Regions from separate parts of the Mus musculus genome. Here all the other regions are linked to region 1. The links are chromatin contacts, called in public promoter capture Hi-C maps. All regions are on one chromosome and are shown on one strand. Each heading gives the region's core, a stretch centred on a gene start, on an enhancer-like site or on the middle of the called end of the contact. The rest is flanking DNA. Distances are from core to core; before and after follow the strand shown. Region 1 overlaps Setd4 (SET domain containing 4). Region 2 holds the start of Smim11 (small integral membrane protein 11). Region 3 holds the start of Slc5a3 (solute carrier family 5 (inositol transporters), member 3).

The links. Promoter capture Hi-C pulls out the DNA fragments that hold promoters and counts their contacts.
Region 2: a contact with region 1 is called in a promoter capture Hi-C map of liver, with 3 times the contacts expected there. The contact joins the promoter of Smim11 here to the enhancer-like site in region 1. A contact is called at or near these places in 18 of 39 promoter capture datasets (the 3T3-L1 cell line, 3T3-L1-derived adipocytes, the C10 cell line and 12 more), 6 of 484 Hi-C or Micro-C datasets (bone marrow-derived macrophages, cerebral cortex, cortical neurons and 2 more), 4 of 115 datasets of contacts at active chromatin or transcription factors (T-cell acute lymphoblastic leukemia, astrocytes, embryonic forebrain and 1 more) and 1 of 9 other capture datasets (liver).
Region 3: a contact with region 1 is called in a promoter capture Hi-C map of liver, with 4 times the contacts expected there. The contact joins the promoter of Slc5a3 here to the enhancer-like site in region 1. A contact is called at or near these places in 9 of 39 promoter capture datasets (the 3T3-L1 cell line, the C10 cell line, cranial neural crest and 4 more) and 1 of 9 other capture datasets (embryonic stem cells).

Annotation. Positions count from the first base shown.
Region 1 is chr16:93,587,241-93,590,178 of GRCm38.p6, forward strand. Setd4 (SET domain containing 4) reads right to left here. Exons shown (of 12, transcript NM_145482.3): 8 at 2,671-2,845; 9 at 579-660. Among named protein-coding and RNA genes, the nearest start is that of Setd4, 15 kb to the right of the region's middle. Within about 2 kb of position 1,256, at least 21 of the 459 cell types and tissues checked have an H3K27ac peak or open chromatin away from gene starts, as enhancers often do. A contact at or near this core is called in hepatocytes, liver and palatal mesenchyme, where this site is marked.
Region 2 is chr16:92,299,996-92,302,892 of GRCm38.p6, forward strand. Smim11 (small integral membrane protein 11) reads left to right here and starts at 1,308. Exons shown (of 4, transcript NM_138743.2): 1 at 1,308-1,348.
Region 3 is chr16:92,057,014-92,059,760 of GRCm38.p6, forward strand. It overlaps Slc5a3 (solute carrier family 5 (inositol transporters), member 3), which reads left to right and starts at 1,309. Exons shown (of 2, transcript NM_017391.3): 1 at 1,309-1,467. It overlaps Mrps6 (mitochondrial ribosomal protein S6), which reads left to right and starts at 1,323. Exons shown (of 3, transcript NM_080456.1): 1 at 1,323-1,467. The coding sequence starts at 1,423.

The DNA.
Region 1 (2,938 bases), core at 6-2,505:
TGAGCCAAATGAACCCTTTCCTCCCAGACTTGCTTTTGGTCATGGTGTTTTATCACAGCACTAGTAACCCTAACTAAGACAAGGCTAAAAGCCATTTCCAATCAATTTCAGCCAGACACTGAACTTGGTCACGGGACCACAGCAAGCGGCCTGGTAACTACATCACACGTTTACAGTGAGATGAACACAGAGACCCTGGTCATCCCGGAGAGCAAACAGCCACTGTCGCTGTGTACCCAAAAAACCTGATTTTATCCAGAAAAGAAGACGTGAAAGAGCTGGGGATCCGGTGTAGGTCACCGTCCCTGATGTTCTGCTAGGGACCAGCATGGCCTGTGACAGCGCAGCTCCACCCCACCTGACCCGGGCCTGGGTCACGGACAGGACTGTTTCAAGCTTGACTCTCACCCCTTGAGTGCCTAGGACAACAAGCCCAACTTGCTACAGTCTAAGAGCTTAATAAACACCCACCTGACAGCCAACACAGAGACAGGAGGGTCACACTTACAGAAACCAGAGCCAGGAGTATTCCCATGGGAACTCCCTGAAGGGATAATTTCCAGACAGAAAAGCCTTACCCTGTAAAGCCATGATCCTTCAAAATGGTTATCTTCCTGTGGAGCTGCTTATCTGCTGCAGGGAGGAACTTAACCAGCATGTCTGCATTAGAGAGGAGACCATCAGACTTAGGATGTGATTCAGATAAAGCACATGCCCCTCTCCCTCCCATCAGCCGCCCACGATAACCAGAGTGTCTGCCAGTTCACACCAAGTGTCCTCTTTAGGACAGCTCGCTGAGATCCCGGCTCCCTGAAGAGCTGTGAGCTTTCCAAGGCGGAGGACAGAAGCACAGACGCGAGGCTCAGGCTGCCCCTAAGCACATCAACAGCCTAAGAGGAAGCCGCCAGAGGGTTAGCCCTGCTGGGGGCCAGCTAGGAACAGGCTGCCTCAGCACACGCCCAGGACGGCAATACTGCGTTACACCTGATTCAAAGCAGTCCCCGCAGCCGTGACCACAGCCTCAGCCTAAACTGTGAAGCCTGGCGGACGTTTCTGAAGGAGAGAGAAAGCAATGGCTCTTTTGTTTTTTGAGGTGATAGAAGACTTCCATTCTGTGTTTTAAAAAGAAAGAAAAGCAAGGATTTGGGGGTGTAACTCTGACAGAAGCAAGCTTTCCTTTTCCTTCAGAGAGGGCCTGCACATGCCAGACCAGGCAGGCCACTGAGCCAACCCCTGGGCCCTACTCCATGTTAAACATAATGCTTGTTCCATGTGTTTACACGGTGTACTGGCGAGTTTTGTGTCAACTTGACACAGCTGGAGTTATCACAGAGAAAGGAGCTCCAGCTGAGGAAATGCCTCCATGAGATCCAACTGTAAGGCATTTTCTCAATTAGTGATCAAGGGGGAAAGGCCCCTTGTGGGTGGTGCCATCTCTGGGCTGGTAGTCTTGGGTTCTATAAGAGAGTAAGCTGGGGGCTGGAGAGGTGGCTCAGTGGGTAAGAGCACTGACTGCTCTTCCGAAGGTCCTGAGTTCAATTCCCAGCAACCACATGGTGGCTCACAACCACCCGTGATGAGGTCTGACGCCCTCTTCTGGTGCATCTGAAGACAGCTACGGTGTACTTACATATAATAATAAATAAATAAATCTTTAAAAAAAAAAAGAGAGTAAGCTGAGCAAGCCAGTAAAGAACATCCCTCCATGGCCTCTGCATCAGCTCCTGCTTCCTGACCTGCTTGAGTTCCAGTCCTGACTTCCTTTAGTGATGAACAGCAATGTGGAAAGTGTAAGCTGAATAAACCCTTTCCTCCCCAACTTGCTTCTTTTCTTGGTCATGACGTTTTGTGCAGGAATAGAAACCCTGACTAAGACACACATGAACTGCTTACAGTCAGAGCCACCACAAGACAACTACAAGGACTCAGAACAGGCCAATCTCAAAGCCAGCCGGCTTCCTAACTCACTGGACAAGTCCCCACTCACACTTTTCTTTACAGAGAAATCCCTGCATGCATTTATCATGTGTTGTCAGTGTACCACATACATACGGAAGGGCAGAGGGCAAATTACCGGAGCCAGTTCTCTCCTTCCACCCTGGACGTCCTGAGGCCTGAACTCGGGTCACCAAGCTTTACGGCAAGCCCCTCCTCCACCCACTGGCCCGTCCCATCTCGCTGCCCCAGCTCTGGCTCTTGTGTCTCTAGGAAGCATACTTGATATTCTGCCTTACGAAGGCAGACAGTGTCTCCTGAGAGTTACTATACTATACTCGTCCCAGCCTACACAGATGAACATAAGCCGGGCACTGAAGCCTCTGGCGGCTTGCTCAGGGCTTAGCTGCTTCTTCTACCTGAGTGCTGAGTAAGTTTCCACTCACGACAGGCTTACTCCCTCTGCAGCAACAATGACGCCTCAGAACAAAGATGCCTGCTTCCTCCCAGCCGTGACACTCACACTCATCCGCTAAGCAGCTCTCTTCCCACTCCACCGTCCTGGTTCATGACCCGGATGAACCGATCAATCAGTATCAATCAGTTGTGCTGATTTTACTTCAACAAAGAAATTCCACTCAGGAAGCGCAGGCAGGCTCTGCCTGAGAAACTGAATGTTGCCTAGGACAGCTCTTTCCATTAGAACGGGAAATAACCACTATCAGCCAGTCCAACCTGCCGAGACAGGAACGCAGGCGTGAGGATTGCGGACGGAGACAAAGCCATACTCCAGGAGCAGCCTCTGGTTATCATGGGGGCCGTAGCAGATGAACACCTCCTGGTGCTTCCTACAGCGCGAGGCTGTTCTAATCTCATAGCACCTGGTTTTCTCGTTAAACGCCGCTTTTACCTACAGGAGAAGGTATGAGAGTCCTCTTGTTAGCGCAGGCCTAAAGGCTCATCAAGCCACCATGGTAATTTCAGTACGAGGCAGTGTGACACG
Region 2 (2,897 bases), core at 58-2,557, 1.3 Mb before region 1:
AGGTGGGAAAACATTCTAAATGGGTGCCACCATTCCCTGGGCTGGGATCCTGGATGGAACCTGAAGGAGAAGACCAAGAGAGGTCAAGCCTCCATCACTCTCCTCCCAGCTGTGGACTCTACTCACCTAGTCTAGATAACCTAAGCTGCTTCTGTCAAGCATTTTGTTGTGTTAACAGGAGATAACTAACAAGTTGGATGGGCATCCAGTTGTTGATCCATTTACCCCAGCTTCTCCCTCCAGTATCAACTTCAACCAAAGCTTTCTAAATGAAAATGCCAAGTCAAACAGCTGGGTTGCTGTTGTTTTTCTATCCATGTTCCCTTTAGAGTCTTTCTGCTTAGTCTGCTAGTTCTACACATCTGAGTAGTACTTCAGTGCAGATTCAAAGCTATTGCAAAAGGAACAGGTGATAGGGGCTGATCCCAGTCTCGCAACTTATGGCGAGCCCCAGGTCTGGCACGAGCTGGCCTCAGCCTCGGGAAAGAAAAAAAAATCCTTTGTGTTTCCGTTTCATCATTTGTGAAATATTACAATTATAGTGTGTCCTTTTATAGGCCTTGTAGAGTTAAATTAAACGACAGTCTCAACGTGATATTCTCTTGTTAGCACAACCAGGTCTGTGAAACCCTCTGCACGCTAACATTTTCAACTTCATCTCCACAAAGAGGCATGATGAGATCTGAAGCTAACTTTCTTGGGTCCAAGAATTCACCCCGCAATTAGTGTCAGCACCGGGCATCCGCTCCCCCCTCCACAGAAGAGGGAGATGAGGTGGAGGTCTCGGTGAGAACTTTGCCTCTCCAGAGCCTTGGACAGGGCTGCTGTCTGCGTCTCCCCACCCGGCACTTTGGGGATTCACTGGCTAGAAATGAAACTGGGAACCTAAAATCTGGGTATCTATCGGTTATCTCAACCGGGATGCATTCTTCTTGTCTGTCCCCTTGGAGGAATGCTAAGCCTGGAAAACAAAACAAAAAACCTGGGACCTATTGTCTTCAGCTGTATAGAACAGGAGTCAATGACCAGTGGACATGAACAAAGGGTCCTAGGCCGAACCCTAACCCCTGCGGACCACCCTCAGGGTTCCTACTTGGATTTCTGCAGTAGCCTCAGATTCCTGCGCAACTGGCCTGAAGCCCATAGCGCCTGCGCTTGGAGAAACACGCTCCTTAATACTAGCGAATCTGCGGGCGCCCTAAAGCCACTGCGCCTGCGTATCAAGTGGTGCCTTTCAAGATGGCGCTTCCGTTCCGAGCGGTGCATTTCGGGACTTGTAGTTTTCACGACGGGATTGTGGGAGTCGTGGTTTGTGAGCAGCAAGCGAGGAGGCCCCGCCGCCCTGAGTGTAAGTGTGTGAGTCTTTGGGGCTCTGGGGAATCCCTTGGTCATCCCGCGTTCTTGTTTCTCCCATGATGACACTTGCTGCCTACGGCTACATAGCCCTTGGGAACTCTAATAGTCTTGTCGCCTTGTTTTGGTGACGCAGGAAGGGAGCGATGATAACTCCTGGCCTTCTACCCACCCCCCACCCCCGTGGAGGCAATGCCTGGGGGCGAGAACCTGGGACTGGGCACTCCCAAGTATCCAGGGATAGCAAATCCCCGTTTGATCCTGTGGTGCCCCAGATCGCAAAGGCGCCAAAGTTGCTTAAACAAGGCGTGTCGTTTCATCTAGTAGGGAAGTGCACCATAACTCACAGGCTCCCCAAAGCCTTGAAATTTGGAATCTGGCCACCCACCCGGATAAGGTGCTTCTGGGTTTCTTGAAAACCAAGGCCTGTGCTGAGTGGGCTAAGTGAGGTCCAGGGGTCATGGCGATTTGAACCTACCGATACTTTAAATGGTTGGCTGAGGAATTGGAGTGAAAGGGGTAGAGACTGGGAGTGAAAACGGCTTCAGACAGTTGACACAAGCTGCTAGGATAGGTGAGTGCATTATATGCTGAGATAGGTGCACCCTCGACTCTGTTAGCCTCGCCAAGGAGCACACGGAGCTTGTGAGCAGACTATTGTCCACGTCGTTTAAATTGGTATAATCAAAGTGAGTGAATGTCTTCTTTGTTTCTAGAATAAAACCTGGCAGGATACTTTGCAATAAAGATCAAAACTACAAACAGTTTTATTTTCTGTCGTTAAGGGTTAAGCCTGGACAGCTCCCTGCATTTCATATATTTTAATGGCCTCCAGCTGTCCTTACCCCAGTGGCTTTGGCTCACCCTCTGCTGCCAGCTGCTGCTTGCTTCTGAATGGCACCAGGAGTCCGTGATATCAGAGCAGACAGCTCACTGCTATGTTTAGCTTTCTTGGTTATCCCCATTTGCAGAAAGCTTGCAAGCTGCCTTGAAATTTAAAGTAGTGGGTGAAAATGAACCTGGCTGCTCTGGGCCCTTCGCTCTCCTCTACCCACCCCACCCACTCCATAGCAGTACAGATTCCCCTTTGCTTTTACTTTTTCCTCCTTCTCTTCCTCTTCTCTTTTTCTTCTCTTTCTCCTTCCTTGGCAGGATTCTGTGCATCTGAGATTGGCCTCCAGCTCAGTCTTTCTCTGTAGCCTTAGATGACCTTGAACTCCCATCCCTTGACCTCCACCTCCCAAGTGCTAGGGTTACAGGCTTGTACCACCAAGGTTGGGTTGTGAGTTACTTGGGCTGAACCGAGAGCTTTGCGTTAGCACTCTGGCTCAGCCACGCCCACAGCCCCCTGCTTCCTTCTCAGAGATCTTACCTCTTAACACTCAGATTGCTAGTCTTTTTGGCATCATGTCCTGTGACATTAGACAGAGCAGAGAGTTGTGAATTCCAGAGTGGGAGACTTACTCCTTGGACGCTGATATCCCAAGAGCGCTTTGGCTCAGGAGCCACATGGCTTTCCCAGGTCACATGCTCAGCCCTTACTG
Region 3 (2,747 bases), core at 59-2,558, 1.5 Mb before region 1:
TTTGTGTTGAAGGGCACAGGACAAACCTTGAAATGTTAATGAAAATGTTAAAAAAACCAGGTATCCTAGGTTGTATTCAAAACCATAATCTTCTGTGGAGATTGGTCTGTGGAGGAGGTGACAAAGATAGTCTCCATGTGTGCTTTACAAAGACGTCCAACGCCACTGAGTAAGACCAACATCTTGGCCTGTAAGATGGGGGACGGGGTGAGGTTCATAAGTGTAGGCAGTGAAACTATTCTTCAGACATTCTGGACACAAAATTTTCTTTCCACGCGTTTGTGTTTGACCTTGGACTAATTAAATTATCCTTGCATTTTTCTGTTTGCTAATACCTAAAATAGGGCGAGTAGTACGATTTGCTTCACAGAGCTAAAGTGAGAACAAACAGCCTCAGTGTCGTGCCTGCTACAGACAGTAAGCCCTCAGTAAATTATTAGTAAATTATTATTAGAGCACTTTAAAGTTACAAGAACATTTCACTTAAAGACCCTTTTAGTTGGAGTAAGGTGGGAGCAGAAGACAACCATTGCAGCGGAATTAGTGCCTTCCAGAGCTAAGAAACAGGAGCAGGGGCAGAAGGAGGGGAGTCCCGAGTTAGCTCTATATGTGCGTGTATGGGTGTGTGTGTGTGCGCGCGCGCTGTGGAGTGCTGGACCTGGGACCCTCTACGAAGCCCCTCCTTACTCCTGTGTTTCAGGGAATCCATAGTTTCCTTTACCAGAAAAGCAAGGATAATATTTAAAGAATAACTGGCGAGAGTCGAAGCATTAACCTGCTTCTGGGTCAGGCTAGGCACACACAGCAAATGCCTACATAGCCCTTCGGTTCCAGGCTTGTTTCTTTGCGGCTTGGTGCAGCAGTCACTCCTTAGCACCCCGCCTTCCTCCCTGGAGACGCGGGCGAGGGGCACACAGCAGCCAGACCGCATCGCACCGCACCGCACCGCGGCGCACGCGCACTCGCTCGCCTAGCACCCGGGAAGGGAGGGTGGGCGGGGAGGCCTGGAAAGTTCCACCGGGTTCCAGAGCCCAAGGTTGGTAGGCGCGGAGGCGGCGGGGAGCGGGTGCGTGCCGAGCGAGGAGACGGCCTCCGACGGGCTGCTCGAGACCGTGTCCACGCTCCGCAGGCTCGGGGGACACAGACACGGCCCGGGAGGGCAAGCAGGAAGCCGTTGAGGTGCAAGTGCAAGGCGCCCTCCGGGAGAGGGGCGGGGCGGTGCCGGGTGGGCGGGGCTCTCGGTGGGCGGGGCGAGCCGTCTGCGCAGCTGCCGGAGCCTTTAAACCCGGCCTCGCGGGGTCGCACGGTGCTTTCGCCGTCCGGGAGCTGACCGGCCGTGTTCCTCTCTCGTCTTCCTCTGCGCCCCGCGTCCCCGCCCTCGCGACCCCGGCTCTCCTGGACTCGGCGCCGCCAACCTGGGCGATGCCCCGCTACGAGTTGGCTTTGATTCTGAAAGCCATGCGGCGGGTAAGTGACCTTCCCTCAGACCGAGTTCCCGCGCGGGCGCGCCCCGCCGCCTCTAGGCCTCCCAGTCCCGCGTGTCCTGCCTGCTGGACACCGGGTCCTCTCGCGCGGTGCGCGGGTGGTCGCGGGCGCAAAGTGGGGGGGTGGCGCGTGGGTCAGGCGCTCGGCGCGGCCGCGTGCGCGCGGGAGGCGGGGGGTGTGTATGCCCGCGCGTGTGCGCGGTCGCGGGAGGGGGTGTGCCGAGCAGGGGGCGGGGCGGGCCTCGGACCCCGGCTCTCCGGAGTCCGATGGAAGGACTGCGGGAGGACACACGCGCGAGAACCCAGGCCAGCCCCGCTCTGCGCCCACGCGTCGAGAAGCTGCTCGTCGTCCCCGCCGGCCGCTGGTCCCGATCGCCTGCCCTCAGCGTCCGCGATCAGTTACAGCCTTCCTCCAAAGCCCGCCAGTGCCGGCTGTGTACCCACGCACTTGTCACCGCTATCACACCAAAAAGAAAAAAAAAATCTTTTGACCTTTCTTTTTCTGACTCCAGCGGAAATCCTGCTCCGGGTGCCCTTAGCCCAGTTTTATTCATCCAAGTTGTGGCCTTGCTTGTGTTTCCGAAGACATGCCTTCCCCCAGCTTTTGATTGATCTGGAGGTAGGGACTTTCAGGTTTGGAGGGATGATAAACCACCAGCAGCCGGGTCACGGACTGGGGTCGGCGGCCGGCGGAGGCAGCTATGTTCTGAGTCAGTCAGTCGTCGCTGAAATCCCCATTCTTCTGAGAGAATTCGGTAATGTAGTGTGCTTTCACGCACTCTCCTTCCCTAGCAGGTACAGTTTAAAAGAAAACAAAAGCAACCGTTGTCCTTTTTTTGAGCGTTTGGAAGCAGCTTTCTTCTAGCCCTGGGCATGTAGGCTTTGGGTCAATTTCAAGTAGTGGCTTCAGTTTGAATCAACTTAAGCCAGGGGTCACGGGCTAGGCTCTGGTGAACAGCTAACAGTCAGGCAGCAGGAGGAGATTGTTCGGTGTGCCTTGTACAGGGTTGGCTTGGAAAGGACACCAGAGCCACCTGATGGTCCTGAAGTTTGTGCCCCCAAGCTTACTGACTCCCTGGCTCCGGGAGAACATTGTCTCACCTCTGGGTAATACTTTATCTACCTTCCTTCCTCATTGGGTTTTACAGAGTTAAAAGAATAGGAACAACAGAGGGGTCAGGGTCGAGAAAGTATTAAAAAGGGACTGTTTCTGATTAAATGGAAATTACTTAAGCCTCCCTTTATACTTTTTAGGTAATGTTA